2 separate regions of the Pan troglodytes genome follow, and region 2 is linked to region 1. A link is a contact called in public HiChIP or PLAC-seq data. All regions are on one chromosome and are shown on one strand. The core of a region is the stretch at or near the end of the contact, and the rest is flanking DNA. Distances in the headings are between cores, read along the strand shown.

Region 1 (2,700 bases), core at 40-2,539:
TTTTGGCAACATTCTCTCTCCCACCATGTACAAAAGGTTTACAACTTAAAATTTCTGGGGCTAAACCATTTTTAAAAAATACTTTCATAAAAACATGGGATTACAACCCCCAAGTATTCCATAAAGACAACACTTGTCTTTAACAGTCAAAAACTGTTCAGTATACAAACCTCTCTTGTTGAAATTCTGATCTGCAGTAAGTACATTTTACAATAGGATGTGCAATCCGACATTCCTGTAATAAGACAATACATTAGTCAGTATCTTTCTGAAAGTCCCAAATCTCACTTTTCTGGTAGAAAACTGTTTACCCAACCTAGTGAAATGTCTAAAACATTTATAAAACCTGGCCCCAACGTAAAGAACTGGATGCTTTATCATATAAGTGGCCAATCACAATATAATTCCTTAGGGAAGGCACAGGTGTCTTTGTCTTTAGTAGACGTGGGGGTATATTACAGATAAATTAAGAAAGCTGTCAGGGCCGATTTCAAGGATTGGTTAAATGTGAAACTACTTATTATTTTGCACCGTTGCTCACAGACAGCATCCAGGCTTTAATGGGATGGGAGGAGCTCCAAATCAGAGCATTCTGTTCCCAAACCAGTCGCTTCGCTTTCCTGGACAGGGAAGAAGGATGCCATCAGCTTTGCGGCTTCGGGTTCCTAGCAAGAAAGTGCAAAAACCGTCCCCTGCCTCCTGGTGGAAGAAGAGGACAGACCAGGCAGAAAACCGAGATGAAAACATCTCCACCCCTGGGTCTCTGCGGCATAGACAGGTGGCTGCCTCACTCAACCCCACCCCTGAGACCCCCAGACGCTGACGGGGCCCGGCACCCTCCTGGGCCGCCTGGAAAAGGGCACGATTCTGCCTCCCTTTCAGGGTCCGTTCCCAGCTAATGTTCAAGCCCCCAGAAAAAGGGGTCCCCGAGTGGGGAGGCGAGGGCTCCAGACTCCCAAACCCCTGAGGCGCCGGCGAAGAGAGAGGGGCTGCAGTGCAGCGGCTACCCGGCCCCCTCCGGCTACGGCCGAGGACACCCATCCCGCCCGCCTCCCGGAGCCCACGGACCTTGCAGAGCTGCTGGCCCTGGGAGAGCTCCTCGAAGGGATAACGCTGGGTACACTTGGTGCAGGCGTACAGGGCCGAGGCCGCCATCCTGCTCCTCAGTCTCCTCCTCCGCCGCCGCCCGCTCCGAGGCGGGGCCCTACGGAGAACCCGAGAGCCGCCGCCGCCGCCCGGGCCGCGGGCTCCTCCTCCTCCCCCTCCCCCTGCCTCGCGCCCACCAGGGCCTCGCCGCGAGAGCCCAGGGCCCCGCGGACGACGCCACCGTCTCCCTCCGCCTCCACTTCCGCCCCAGCCCACCCAGTGACGCCGTGCCAGCCGCTCCCGCTTAGGCCCCGATAGCGGCGGAGGGAGACGAAACGGGTAGGGGGTTGCTGTTTAGCTGCGCGGCCGCGGATCCGCTTCCTTCTCGGCCTCCCTTTCCCATCCCTGATTGGCTGCGAAGGCTACCGCGTCATTCGATGGCTCCTCCCAACTCCCAACTTCCGCGACGCAGGAAGCGCCCACAAAGGAAGGATGTCGCCGGCCAATGACATCCCGGAGCTCTCAGCGCGCGAAATCCGCTTTGAACCTGCCCCGCCCAAAGGTCTGCGGTCGCGGCTATTTCTAACAGCCAGTCCCAGGTTTGGCTGAGAGCGCCCCAATCCAATTGGGCAAATGTTCGCCAAAGGCTCGTTCTCTGCCGCAACTTTTTTCCCTTGCTTTCTATTGGACTAAATCGTTAAGTCCCTCCTAATCCTATTTGTTATTGGCCAAAAGGTAAGTACTTCACCTGGAGAGGCGTCCCCGAGGCAAATTCACGCTCTCTCCGGCGTTTAATCCGAGGGAACTCGTGGAGTGCTTTAACTTCGCCTTCGCTTTTGTTTTATCTCCATTACTCCCTTCGGTTGCCACTGGCGACAACACTACTCGCCCACGCTTCTTACTGGAGGAGGCCTGCCCCTCCGTAGAATCCCCGCAGAGCCGGCCTGTAACCCCGGCGTTGTCTGCCGCAGCAGGCCTCGTTACGCGCTACCTTGTGACGTCACCAGGGAAGAGGCGGATTCTCTCCTACTACAGAAAGACGTCTGCTGTTTTGATTGGCTAGGAAAGACGTCCGTTAGGACGTGTTGCCCTTTCTGTGTAAGCTGTGAGCGTAGGCGGCCCTGAGGGGGTGTGTGGCAGGGGTTTCCAAGCCCAGCACCAGCACCCTTGCCCTTTTCCATCTGGGGTTCAGCCTAGGGTCCCCCCTGGTGGGCGGCTCCCGAGTCTTGGAGAAGAGCACGAGAACCTAGACCGCCCCCGAAGTGCGGAGACCCCCTGGGCAGGCTGAAAGATGGCGGCGGCGTCTGTCTCTGCGGCTTCTGGTTCTCACTTGTCGGTAAGAAGCAGTTGGCGCGAGTGGGCCCCACGTCGGTCCTAAGCGCCTCTTTGAGTTTCCTCACGTTTCAGGGCGCTGTCAGTCCGGCTTCTGACGCAATTCTGGAGGACGGCGGGAATGCCTAGATTGCCCCGCGCTCCCCAAGCTTTCATTCACTGTTCCTGTGTCGAAGCTGCACCCTCTGGCTCCCAGTGAAACTGGGCTGGCCGCCTCTGTTCCCCAGCCCTTATTCACCTTTTGGCGTAGCAACCAACCCCGGTTGCCTAACATTCCCAAGG
Region 2 (2,700 bases), core at 53-2,552, 600 kb after region 1:
TAAAAGTACTTTGATGATGCCACTTGACTTTCTCATCAGAAGAAATATAGTTCCTTCTAAACTTTCAGGTTAATTCATACTCAAGAAAAGATTCATTCTAGAAATCACCTACTTGCTGTATAAACAATGCAGGTGGTAGATAACACTTTACAGATTTGAAAGGCAGTGGAACCCCAGGTCATTATTTGAAATTCTACCGGGAGGGATCCATTCTTGGGTGTAAAACATCACTCCTCTTCGATGTTTTCTTTTATATGGCAGTTTGGAGAGCAAAGATTAATAAGCCGAAAAACAATTATTGAATATCTACCAAAATGCAAGGACCTGCTAGGAACTGTGCTGCCACCATTTCAAATAAACATGGTCTCTGCTTCCAAGGAGCTCACAATCTGATGAAATTACTAGGGACACCAAAAACAAGCCAGCATAATACACGATTTGAGGGCTACAGTGTATGATTAAGATCAAGTTCTTATCACATTGCTATGAATAAATTTATCGTAGTTCTTCTATTGGCAGGAAAACAAGACAGAACATGACAGAAATAGGATATAAGAAAATAAACATAAAGAGAGGAAAGCCTATTTCCCCCACTTAGAATCACAGTCCAACAGTCCACAATTTCGCAAAGTGGATCCTGCCAGCATGGTATCCGGGATAACTATATTATTCATTAAAATCCGTTAACAATGAAGGTTAATGCAGCAGGAATGAGTGGTAGACAGAGGAATAGATCCTCTCAGGAATTAACACCCGGAAGGGTGACTTTCATGATTACAAACCTCTTTGGCGGGACGCAGGAACCCAGCGCCCGCTAGCCCACTAGTCCGTCACTCTGCCTCCAGGAGGGAGGGGCACAGTAGCTAGGAAACCGGACCCTCAGGCCAAGCTTCGCGATGACGCGCGCAGGACGACAGAAACCCCCAGACCCCAAAAGAGCTCTGCACCGAGAAAACAATTACAAGGGTCTGGAAAGGCCAGAAACCCGAGAAATCACCAACCGAGCTCCCTACATCAGTTCCAAGCACCTCCCCAAGGCGGAAATAACGGGCACCGCGCCCACTGCAGCTCAACTGAGGAGGAGGGCTAGAGGCGCATTCTCCGGCCCACCCAAAGAGCGCCCGCGGGAATTTTTCTCTGAGTCCGCGAGGAGGCACGGCTTCCCCCGCCCCTCCCATAAACCATTAGCACCGGGAGCGCGAGCGAGTCCCAGCCGGGAGACAGCCCCGCACCACCCTCGCGCTCTCACCTTTCAAAGCGCCTCCGCCTCTGCCTCCGCCTCCGCCCCCGCCCCGGCAACCAGCTCATGACAAGCGATGCTCCTCCCCCCTTCCGGGGACCAAGGGAAGTCCCGCCTCTGGGTGGGGCGAGGGGTGGGGCCAGGCGGCGGGAGGGATCATCTTCCGGGAGCGTGGCTAGGGGCGGAGCGACTGCCGCGCGATAGTCAGGGAGCTGTGCGGGTCCTGGTTGCAAGAGAGGTGGGGAGAGGGGCCTGGCGGGTTTTGAGGGACGGGGAGGACTGTCCCGGCTAAAGCTGGCGCGGGAAACTGGGGCTGCGCGGCGGGAGGGCCCTGCTGCTGGGGAAGGAATCTAATATATCCGTTCCCCTGAGGAAGGGTGCCAGTCCTTGACTCCTAGGCTCTTCGGCTCTCTGCCGTAACTTTGGGGTGTGGCAGGGGTTAGTGACGCGCGGTTACCCGGGATCTGGACGTGCAGGAGGTTCGTGGACACAATGGGGGTATAGTCTTTCTCACGGCTGCTGGGGTAATAAAACACATGCTTTTAATCCGGATTATCCGCGGTGACATGGGGCCTCCGCTACTGCCCGTATAAGTTAAAGAAAGGCCTGTTCTCTCAAACTTCCTCCTCTTTCACCTTCTTCTGCAGTCTATTTGCCAGCCAACCCCAGCCCGGGAGGGGATCAGGGCCACCAGGTTGCTGGTAAGGATGAAAGACTGAGTGTGTTAAGACTGTTAAAGTGAGCCTGTGTAAGAGAAGGAAGGATTTTGTGGATTGCTACATTGTGAGTGTGGGGTGAGTCCCAGAACCTCGCTATGTCGGGGAAACGGAAGCGTGTGGTGTTGACTATTAAAGATAAGCTTGATATAATAAAGAAACTTGAAGACGGAGGTTCTTCCAAACAACTGGCAGTGATTTATGGAATTGGTGAAACAACAGTTCGGGATATAAGAAAAAATAAGGAAAAGATTATAACTTATGCAAGCAGTTCTGATTCCACAAGTCTTTTGGCCAAGAGGAAATCTATGAAGCCATCCATGTATGAGGAATTGGACAGGGCAATGCTGGAATGGTTCAACCAGCAAAGAGCAAAAGGGAATCCCATATCTGGACCAATTTGTGCAAAAAGGGCAGAGTTCTTCTTTTATGCTTTGGGAATGGATGGTGATTTTAACCCCTCTGCCGGTTGGCTAACTCGTTTTAAGCAGCGGCACAGCATTAGAGAGATTAACATTAGAAATGAAAGATTAAATGGAGATGAGACTGCGGTGGAAGATTTTTGTAATAACTTTCGAGATTTTATTGAACGAGAGAATTTACAGCCTGAACAAATCTACAATGCAGATGAAACTGGACTCTTTTGGAAGTGCTTGCCTTCTAGGATTTCAGTAATCAAAGGTAAATGCACTGTCCCTGGGCACAAATCAATTGAAGAAAGAGTCACAATCATGTGTTGTGCCA

The links. HiChIP or PLAC-seq counts read pairs in DNA pulled down with a chosen protein or histone mark.
Region 2: a contact with region 1 is called in an H3K4me3 HiChIP or PLAC-seq map of stem cell-derived excitatory neurons, with 10 times the contacts expected there. The contact joins the promoter of CCDC82 here to the promoter of FAM76B in region 1. A contact is called at or near these places in 1 of 7 Hi-C or Micro-C datasets (stem cell-derived neural progenitor cells) and 1 of 1 datasets of contacts at active chromatin or transcription factors (stem cell-derived excitatory neurons).

What each region holds. Positions count from the first base shown.
Region 1 is chr9:97,893,283-97,895,982 of NHGRI_mPanTro3-v2.0_pri, forward strand. FAM76B (family with sequence similarity 76 member B) reads right to left here and starts at 1,290. Exons shown (of 9, transcript XM_001145967.7): 1 at 1,069-1,290; 2 at 171-235. The coding sequence starts at 1,155. It overlaps CEP57 (centrosomal protein 57), which reads left to right and starts at 1,828. Exons shown (of 14, transcript XR_008538130.2): 1 at 1,828-2,422.
Region 2 is chr9:98,496,093-98,498,792 of NHGRI_mPanTro3-v2.0_pri, forward strand. It overlaps CCDC82 (coiled-coil domain containing 82), which reads right to left and starts at 1,303. Exons shown (of 8, transcript NM_001280316.1): 1 at 1,250-1,303. JRKL (JRK like) reads left to right here and starts at 1,386. Exons shown (of 2, transcript XM_016921850.3): 1 at 1,386-1,478; 2 at 1,888-2,700. The coding sequence starts at 2,055.